Linked DNA regions of Sus scrofa: region 2 is linked to region 1. The links are chromatin contacts, called in public Hi-C maps. All regions are on one chromosome and are shown on one strand. The core of a region is the stretch at or near the end of the contact, and the rest is flanking DNA. Distances in the headings are between cores, read along the strand shown.

Region 1 (5,251 bases), core at 1,749-4,248:
GCCTACACCACAGCCACAGCCACGCCAGATACGAGCCGCGTCTGCGACCTACACCACAGCTCACGGCAATGCCGGATCCTTAACCCACTGAGTGAGGCCAGGGATCGAACCCGCAACCTCATGGTCCCTAGTCGGATTCGTTAACCACTGAGCCACGACGGGAACTCCCTCTCCAAGAGTTTTAAATGCATGGAAAATGATGGTTAAATATGAGGTGAAAAAGCAAGCCTGCGTGTAAACTTTTACAGGAATACATCCTCTGGAGGAGATATTGGGTGTGCTTTGAATGTTTTAACTTTTTTGTAACTTGTCATTTCATATATTAAATTTGAATATGGCTCAATTATCTCCTGTCAACTTAAGGAAAAGATATGTTGAATTTCCTGATGTAATCCTGAAGAAAAACTTCTTATTTTTTATTTTTAGGACTGCACCTGTGGCATAGCACATGGAAGTTCCCTAGCAGGTCAAATTGGAGCTGCAGCTGCCAGCCTAGGCCACAGCCACACCAGATCTGAGCCACATCTGAGACTTGACACCACAGCTCACCGCAACGCCAGATACTTAACCAACTGAGCAAGGCCAGGGATTGAACTCGAGTCCTCATGGATACCAGTCAGGTTCGTTATCGCTGAGCCACAATGGGAACTCCAAAAAACTCACTTTTTATACCTCCATCTATGGCTGGCACACATTTAATATTTTGAGCTATTTCCATTTTTCTCATCGAGGCTTCTGAATAATTCTACTTGAGTCTGTTATCTCTTTTTGTCTTTTTAAAGCCTGTTTTTTTTTTAATTTTCTGCTTTCCACTCCAGATATCTTGGTGAGGTTTGTGTTGGAGTCCTGAGGCCAAGACTTGCCAATACTTCATGTCTTCCCATTGGCAGGTGCCAACAATTATTCCCTCTCTGCCACTAAGTTCTTTCATCAAATACATGCTACCCAGGGAGAATTCTGCACTTCCTCTTTCAACCATGAAATATTCTTTCAAGAGTCCTTAGTTCCAATGCTTTGGTGATTTGGCCTCTCAAACATCCTTCCTCCCCAAATAACTATGACCTCGTCCACCCAGTAAGAAAACCTTGTCCTCTCTGCACCCAATGCCAAGTGTACTCAGATTCCCCATGAGAGGGGACACTCACGGCCAGGACGCTCTGGGGCTCTGTGATGTCTTCGTCCTGGGAAGAAGAGGACACTTGGTATGAGGGGGGTGGTGAGTGAGGGGTGTGATGGAGGGCACCAGGTCAGGGAACAAGGCGGAGGGCAGGACCTAGTGGGCACCAGGTCAGGGAACAACAGGGAGGGCAGGACCCAGAGGGCACCAGGTCAGGGAACAACGCGGAGGGCAGGACCCAGAGGGCACCAGGTCAGGGAACAACGCGGAGGGCAGGACCTAGGGGAAGGTCACCAAGTCACACTGGGTATCCTCGCACGTGGGTTCCCAGAGCCCTGCGCTCACCCGTGACCAGACGCGCATCCACAGTTCCCTGGACACTTTCTCCAGCATCTCGGGGTGCTCCAGTTTCACGGTGGTGAGGAAGCGCATGGCTGTCAAACTTCCTGTGGGGCAGAGGCCCTCAGAAGTAGGGCCCTCCTAGCCTGCTTCCCATGGAAGACCAGCTCTTTCCTGCACCTGACACCCTGCAGTGCGCCATTGCCCTCAGCCCCCCACCCAAGTTTCTGGGAACTGATTAGTCCTGTTCTTCCTGTCCTTACGTCCCCACAACCTCGCTCAACTCTTATCCTGAGTTTTCCCAAGGTTTGTTGCACTTAACGTAGCACCTAAGCCTCTTCTTCCCAGCCTTGCGATCTCCAAATCTACTCCTCCCCACTTGATGCCCCATCTATATCCCATGTTTTTCACCTTTTCCAAGGATTGTAGAGAAGAAATCCTTGGGGAAGTGGATGGGAACCTGGAGATGGTGTCCCAGTCGCTTAATGTCCTCTTTCATGTACACAGCTTTGCGGGGAAGCATAGCTGGTGGCTGGTTTCCTGAAAATGGACAGTTAGGCTCACTGGTAAGAGACACCTAAGAGTCCCAGGCCCGGGGGACTCCTTCCCAGGCTTTGGGCAGAGGGCATATTACTGGCTGCTGCCACCAATATGAAACTCCAGTGGTAGCGCCTATGGGTCTCTGAAGTCAGTCTTCCCTCAAATCCTTGGAGAAAACGCCTTCCTACCGCTGTCTTTTAAGATCCCTGCAATTAAGCTTGGGCACAGCTGCAGGTTGACATTCCAGATGTTCTTGTACCGGCACAGGATCTGCAGGAGAGGAGGCGAAGATGGAGAGTGAAAGATGGGCAGTGAAAAAGGCTGAGGGAAGGGAAAGGTTCGTAGTAATGACCAGCCAGAGGCTACACGTGCAGGGAAGGGCTTAGGAGGAGGCCCTAAAGTGCTTGGTTTGAAATGGCAAAACTCTCTACGCCTAGAAATCCATCCCAGGATCTTTGTGGACAGTTTTTATCTGTTCTGCACGCTACCCCGCAAAACTGACATCTGAGGGCTAAGAAGTGGCGGTGCCATGGATTTCTCCTACATTCTCTGGAGCTGTTCCTCTTTCACTGTAGGAAACCCCTACTTTAGAATATAAGGGCTCTCCCTGGAGCCAGCGATCGTATCCTGTTTACCGACACAGTGACCTTCAGCCCTGGCTCTATCAACGTGTCTTAAACGCGCCGGGCAGAGCCAGGAGTTTCACAAGACTGCGGTTCCCGCGCCCCAAGCTCGCCCTTCCCTCTGCTCTCCAAGCCCCGGCTGAAGCGGCTCCCCAGGCGTCACCTCGAAGGCCAGCCAGGAGTAGGGGGACAGCACATCGTAGAAAAGCTCCACGGTCCGCGGGAGAGGCCCCATGCTGCAGCCGGACAACTGAGAAGCAAGCGCGGCCCAGCAAGCCGAGCGTTGATCGTTCCCTTTCTCCTGCGCGCAGCGTCCAGGCCGCGGCTCCAGGCGCAGAGTGAGGACGGGCCCCACCTTCGGCCCCGCCCCGATTCCCGGCCTCCCCGGGGTCAGGCCCCGCCCCGCCCATCCGCCCCGCCCCGCCCATCCTTCCCCGGAGCCCCGCCCCCGGCTCGGGGGACAGCCCCGCCCCGCCTCGCCCGCCCCGCCCTGGCCGCGCAGCCCGCAGCGGGCAGAGTCGGGCTGGCTGTGGGGTGCCCTGGAAAAGCGGAGAGCGCCCGGGAGGCGAGGGTGAGAGGATATCCCCTGCGGAGCGCGCCGGTGTGGTGACCCAAGCACCTCACGGTCACCGCCCTGCCCTGCAGTGGAGTCCGGGGCAAACGGACGTAGTTTAAGGGTGAGTGCTGGCCTCTCACTTAGCTGTGAGCCTCTGGCAAGCCCGTTGACCTCTCTGAACCGCAGTGGCCTCCTCTCTCGTAAACATAGGCATAAAAATAGGGTTTACATAATAATAACACTGCCTTATTCAGGCTTGTGGGGAGTGAAAGGATTACGATTCACCTCAGCTTTTAGTGTTACTTGGCAATTGCAAGACTTTCTGGGACTGGGCAGAGTAAGAAGTGACCCAATGATAATTTTTTTTGTATTTCTCAAGAGTTTAGCACAATGTCTGGAGTATATTTGATAACCAATATATTCTGAACGAAGGAGAGGATACCTTACTGCAGCGGTAATTGGAGGGATAATGAGGAATAGTCTGTTGTCTTCGTACTTGTAAATATGTCATATTGTCTTCTTTTTTTTTTTTTTGGCTTTTCTAGGGCCGCTCCCGGGGCATATGGAGATTCCCGCATATGGAGGTTCCCAGGCTAGGGGTCGAATCAGAGCTGTAGCCGCCGGCCTACATCAGAGCCACAGCAACAGGGGATCTGAGCCACGTCTGCAGCCTACACCACAGCTCACGGGAACACCGGATCCTTAACCCACTGAGCAAGGCCAGGGATCGAACCTGCAACCTCATGGTTCCTAGTCGGATTCCTTAACCACTGCGCCACGGCAGGAACTCCTGTCATATTGTCTTGTACTTGAATTACATTTATTGCAAAGAAACAAGTTTAAAAATTCCATTTAATTTTATTAAATTATTCTTAATATTACTAATTTTATGAATTGGAAAACTTACAAAGATTCCACTCATTTGTATGCATTGAAAAACAACCCTAGGGAGTTCCCGTCATGGCGCAGTGGTTAACTGAATCCAACTAGGAACCATGAGGTTGCGGGTTCGGTCCCTGCCCTTGCTCAGTGGGTTAACGATCCGGCGTTGCCATGAGCTGTGGTGTAGGTCGCAGACGCAGCTCAGATCCCGCGTTGCTGTGGCTCTGGCGTAGGCCGGTGGCTACAGCTCCGATTCAACCCCTGGCCTGGGAACCTCCATATGCCGCGGGAGCGGCCCAAGAAATAGCAACAACAACAACAACAAAAGACAAACAAAACAAAACAAAACAAAAAAAACCCTAAGACCATCAGAATACAAGGATACAGTGTAAACCTTTAAACTTTTACACAGAACATATAAAATGGAATGAGAAATGATGTTATCTTCACCCACTTTCACATTAAACTAATTGCATGATGATCAGTGAAACTAAATTATTGACATTAAAAAACTGTACTTTGTTTTTCTTCAACAGTGTTAGTTTAAAAGTATCTAAGAGCTAATTTAGCTTGGTCATAAGATTTTAAAAGTTGATCATCACTTTTATTTTAAAACCTTTATATCTGGAAATCATTTTAGACTTACAGAAGAGATACACAGGGAGTACAAAGAGTTTCTGCATTTCCCTCATCCAGCTTCTCCTAATGTGAACATTTTGTGCATATATAACTATCAAAACTGGGAAATTAACTGGATTACAGACTTCATTCCTATTTCACCATTTTTTCACTAATGACCTTTCTCTGTTCCAGGATCCAGTCCAGGATACTATACAGCATTTATTTTCTTCTTCTTCTTCTTTTTTTTTTTTTTTTTTTTTTGCTTTTTAGGGCTGAACCCACAGCATATGGAAGTTCCCAGGCTAGGGGTCCAATTGGAGCTACAGCTGCTGGCCTACACCACAGCCACAACAACTTGGGATCCAAGCCGCATCTACAACATACACCATAGCTCATGGCAACACCAGATCCTTAACCCACTGAACGAGGCCAAGGATCGAACCTGCATCTTCACGGATCTTAGTCGGTTTTAATTACTGCTGAGCCATGATGGGAACTCCCCACATCGCATTTAGATGTCATGTCTCTTGAGTCTAATCCTATCTGTGCACGTTTTTGGCTTTTTCTTATATT
Region 2 (5,187 bases), core at 485-2,984, 160 kb before region 1:
GCGAGGCCAGGGATCGAACCTGCGTCCTCATGGATGCTAGTTGGATTCGCTACCGCTGAGCCACAATGGGAACTCTTTGGTGGGTAACTTTGGGGACAGGAATTGGGAGTGGATGGGAGGAGAGATGATTCTACTTTTCTGTTTTGTTTCTTTTCTGCTCTATGTGAATTTTCCCACCAGTGGCTTGGATTACATTTATTTGTATCACGAGGCTAGACTGGGCCAGGAACTTAACAATTTTCTTCTTATAATTATCTGTATATATATTTTTAAAACCCTGAGAAGTATTATTATTATTTGTCTTTCTTGTCTTTTTAGGTCTGCACCCAAGACATACGGAGGCTAGAGGTCTAATGAGAGCTGCAGCTGCCGGCCTACGCCAGAGCCACAGCAACACCAGATCCGAGCTGTGTCTGCAACCTACACCACAGCTCACGGCAATGCTGGCTTCTTAACCCACTGAGTGAGGCCAGAGATGGAACCCGCAACCTCATGGTTCCTAGTCGGATTCGTTTCTGCTGTGCCACGACGGGAACTCTGAGAAGTATTAATTTTTGAAAATAAAATAAGCACCTATAATGTACCACCTCCCTTCCTCCAGGGGGACTAAAACATGCAACAATTTAAATGATGGAAAAACTATGAATGATTCACCCAAAGGAAATGGAGCCAGAGAGGGGTGTAGGAAGGAGAGGCCCCAGGAATGGAGCTGGCTGCCGTTCCTCAGTAGAGGATCACTCTCCTTCGAGCCACGGTCACCCCTGTGTTGTGCCTCTGCTGGGGTCCGCTCCTGCCATAAAGCCCTTGCCCCCTACCCACCTCAGACAAGAGTTCGTTTAGGGCAAAGACTGTCTTACTCTTCTCTGAAGCTTTCAGAGCTTTCTGCGTGCAGAGTAGAAACTGAAGAAACATCTATTGCACATGCTGGAAGGCAGTCTCCAACAGGTGAGAGGGCCGTGGGGTGACACCACTAGATCCTCTACCACTTGCGTGCAGAAGGCCTCACCCATCCCTCCTTTGCTCTGTAAAGTGCGTGGTAAGGTTCACGCTCCTTAACGTGTTTACCAAGACCTTCCCTGTCCCAGCCCACACCTGCTTTTCTGCCTGGTTCCCAAGACAATCCTGTGCCCCAGCAGTCAAACTGGTCCATTCACCACTCCCAGAGGCAACTTGAGGCTCCCTGCCTTCAGGGTCTTGCTCACGCCTTGCCCAATCTCTGCCACTGAAAACGCGGATGACAGTCTATCCACCTCATGTGCCCCTGGCTGGCTTGCTTCCTCTTCCCACCTTCCAGGTGCGTCTCTAAAAGCTGCACCCGCCCTTGCAGTATGGTCATCTAAGCCTCCCGGGCCGGAACATCAAGATGTGTCTCTTACCCTGCCTTCCCCCGTGTCTATTACCTTGCTAGGCCCTGAAGAAAGGGAGAGGGAGAAATACAAGGGTGTAGTTCAAGTCCAAGGTAGAATTAGGCCAAAGGCTCCATCAAGGCAGGGTTGGGTTTAGGGTCAGAACTAGCACTGGGTTAGTCAATTCCTAATCCCACCCACTAGGCGGCGCCCGCGGTCTCATTCCAGTCAAGACACCTCCGGTTTTTGAAGTTTATTGCCTGCTTTACAAGTTTCCTTCCTCCCCTACTGTCCCTTTAAGAAGGTGATCCAGGTGAGGCCCGGACTCCGCCCCCAGCGCTGGCCCCGCCCCCCGCCCCCGCCCGCCCTGCTCCGCTCGCCCAGTCCTAGCGACTTGCCCCCGCGGTCCGGGCCGAGGTCCCAGGTCCCGGCCCGGCGCCATGGAGCGGCGTTGGGCCCCGGGGCTCAGGCTGCTGCTGCTGCTGCTCTGCGCCCTGCTGCCCCCGGGGGCGCGCGCCAAGGAAGGTACCGACCCCCGCCCCGCCCCGCCCCGCCCCGCCCCCTCCTGCGGGAGCCGGCATTCCTAAGGAGGCCCTCTCCTCGCGCCCCTCGCTAGCGCTCTTGTTTTGCCCCGCCGCCGGGCCATCGACTGGCCTGGCCGGTCTTGGGTCTTTAACCCCAAACAGCTGCTTTCCCGGGTCAGTGATCTCCGCCCCTGGTGGCCAGCGGTTTGCTCCTGGGGGTGGGGAGTGAGCTTCTGGCAGCTGGGAGGAAGCAGTGTCCAGAGGGGCCTCCCTCCACGCCAGCAATCGGGGGGGGTGGGGGGGGCGGGATCCTTTATTCCCAGGCAGCCCCAGCCTCGGGCACCTAAAGCACAGATCCGAACCCTCTGGAGTCGGAGGTGGGAGTCGCCTTGTGCCAAGCCAGGCAGGAGAACAGAGGGACCTGACGCTGGGGGATGGGCTAGGACTAGGGGTGCAGGGGTTCCCGGGTGCAGAGGTCCATCCTTCCACGTGGACCCTTGCACACACTCTCTGCCCCTAACACCTGGACTTCCCAGACCCCTTGCTGTGCCTCTACTCCACATCCCTAATCACAGGCAGGGCAGGCCCTTTGGCAGCGGCAGGGAACCTCCCCACCCAGGAACTCCCTCCAAAGTCTTTTGTCCACCTCCTGCCGGCTCACGACCCCCCAGAGGCTGAACTCCTCTCTGGCCCATCACCCTTCCTTTTCTGCTACTGATAGGTTCCCCCCGGGCTGCCTGAGAGGCTGACGGTCCTCTCTGGGGCTGCTCTTCCTAAGGCTTCCTGCCATTGACTTTGGTCAAAGGTCCAGCCGTCCAACCCTTGCCCTACTCTCCCTCTTCCCTCAGGGATTGGACAGACTAATCCCTGGAGCTCTTCACTCCTTCCTGGGTCGTTTTCCTCCCCTGAACCTCTGGAACTCGGCTGTTAAGAGCGGGGTGTTGATGCCTTGGGGCTGGGGGCCTGAAGGAGGAATGTGGTTTGCATTTGTGTTGCCTCCTCCCTCGGAGGTGACCAGCCCCTTTTCTCTCCTTCAGTCACTCTGATGGACACTAGCACAGCGCAGGGAGAGCTGGGCTGGCTGCTGGATCCCCCAGAGGATGGGGTAAGTGTGGGGGGGGGTAAGACTTAGGGTGGCTCAAGGCTGAAGGCCAGTGGGAAATGGGGCGGTGAGGTGGGTGGAGAAACAGAGAAAAGAGCAGGAAAAACTGGAAGTGTCTCCTCTGGGAGGGGGAGGGGAGGTGAGTCAGAGTCTTCTGAATGGGACCTGGTTGGGGTTGGGGGGGGGCGGTCAGGCTTGAAGGTTCCCAAGGGGAACATTTCAAAGGCTGGCTCCTCCCCTCCCTGCCCCAGCAAGGGAGGGCTGAATACTCTGAGGACCTGGAGGAAGATGCGCCTACTCCCTCTGGGAAGAGGATGGACCATCCCTGGGGTGGTTGAAGGCTGAGACCCAAACACAGAAAAGTCTGCGGTCTCTCCAGCCCAATGGGGTTGCACAGGTTTTAGGGGGTCGGGGACCCCATCAAAGGGTTTTCAGAGTCGTGGATGGGGACATTTTTTTTCTGGAGAGGAGAGCCGGAGTTTTCATCACATTCTTGAAAGGGTCTTTGACGGCCCCCCTCCCCCAAAGTTGAAAGCTGCCCCATGGCGGTCCCAGAGCCCTTGGCACCTCCTCCATCCTCTGCAGCTCTGTGCCACACCGTGCATTCCAAGCCCCTTTCCTCCTGGAATATTTCTGAAGACCAAGGGAGCAGAGAGGTGGGATCTTGTGAGTCCTAGAGCGCACGTTGCTGCACTCAGCAGAGCCGGCCCTGGCACCACAGGAGGCTCCCCAGGTGCCACACCCTCTGGGACTCAGTCTCAAGACCTCTTCATTCTGGTCCTAGACCCTATTCGCCAATGTTCCCTTTTCCCTTTGCTCCTCCAGTAGGAATCCAACCTCTATTTCTGGAATTGAGGCTACTTAGCCTGCTTTCCTTCTGAGTCTTAGGGTCCTGGCTCCACTCTCAGCTCTCCCACAGAGTGGCCTGTAATTAGAATTAATAGACTAAACCATAATGTATCCTACAGGAGAGGCTGCTTGGAAAATACTGGATTAGGCCAGCTCTAATAGGCGCCTCATCTCATAAACCAGCTAATCACTCTACAATGAGAGCTGCAGGTCCATCTGCTGGCTCCCACGGGCTACCCCTGCTTCCCCCACCCAAATAATTCTTCCCTGGTTGGGCTGGAGCGGATGCGAGTCCCCTTTTGCAGGCTAAACAATTCAAGAAGGCAGCAGCAGTCACATTTCCACTGTCTGCCTTGCCCCCCTCTTCCCCTCTCCATCTTTTCAAAACACATACACATCCAGGTGCAGGCTCCCCAGAATGTACCTATGTAGCAGCCAGCAACCAGAGTGATAAGTGAAAGGATCCTTGTTGCAGATCCTGGGCAGCTGGTTCTCCCCCATCTGTCACTGCTGGAACTGGGAGGAGCAAGTTACAGCTGGGAACATCTGCTGCTCCTGCCCCAGCTGCAGCCATGGCAGCCTCGCTAATGAGCTGCACATTAACCACCCACCACCTTTGCACCTGCCCATCACCCCAAGCTTTCCCCATCCCTGCTTCCTCCTAAGCACAGGCTCTAGGTCCCTTCCATCGCTGCAGCTTGGATACCCCCGTGTCCTAGCTTTGAACTTCCTAACATAAATCAAAAACACAGCAGCATATACTTCTGCCTCTGGCCCGTACCACCCCAAATTTTAGTTGATGGTGTTTTTTCTTGCCTTTTCCCCAAGTGGAGAGTAGTGATGAAAGCCCTTGCAAAAAATGAACTTTCTATGGGCTTCAGTCTCTCCTTTACAAAATAAGGAAGTTGGAGTTCCCATCGTGGCTCAGTGGTTAACAAATCCAGCTAGTACCCATGAGGACGCGGGTTCCATCCCTGGCCTTGCTCAGTGGGTTAAGGATCTGGTGTTGCCGTGAGCTGTGGTGTAGGTCGAAGATGCAGCTCAGATCTGGCATTGCTGTGGCTGTGGTGTAGGCTGGTGGCTATAGCTCCAATTAGACCCTAGCCTGGGAACCTCCATATGCTGTGGGTGCGACCCTAAAAAAAAAAACAAAAAAAGACCCCCCCCCAAAAAAAAGACAAAAAAAAAAAGGAGTTGTAACCAAGATATCAATGGAATATTTTATAGAATTTGAGAGCTTCTTAAATTTATCTCACAGAGAATATACTTACGAATGGCTACGAACTTTTTTGAAAAAGAAGAATAATGAAATAGGAGACTTGTTCTATCAGACATCAGAACATACTACACATCAATTAGAATTAAA

The links. A called contact is a pair of places that touch in the nucleus more often than the background predicts.
Region 2: a contact with region 1 is called in a Hi-C map of liver, with 3 times the contacts expected there. The contact joins the promoter of EPHA1 here to the promoter of GSTK1 in region 1. A contact is called at or near these places in 2 of 5 promoter capture datasets (fetal liver and liver), 22 of 47 Hi-C or Micro-C datasets (alveolar macrophages, blood, brain and 12 more) and 2 of 2 datasets of contacts at active chromatin or transcription factors (alveolar macrophages and skeletal muscle).

Annotation. Positions count from the first base shown.
Region 1 is chr18:6,996,070-7,001,320 of Sscrofa11.1, forward strand. GSTK1 (glutathione S-transferase kappa 1) reads right to left here and starts at 2,999. Exons shown (of 8, transcript NM_001315574.1): 1 at 2,783-2,999; 2 at 2,185-2,266; 3 at 1,868-1,996; 4 at 1,463-1,563; 5 at 1,146-1,181. The coding sequence starts at 2,854. LOC106508196 (a long non-coding RNA gene) reads left to right here and starts at 3,097. Exons shown (of 4, transcript XR_001304823.2): 1 at 3,097-3,296.
Region 2 is chr18:6,841,571-6,846,757 of Sscrofa11.1, forward strand. EPHA1 (ephrin type-A receptor 1) reads left to right here and starts at 1,735. Exons shown (of 18, transcript XM_003134566.5): 1 at 1,735-1,871; 2 at 2,908-2,975. The coding sequence starts at 1,787.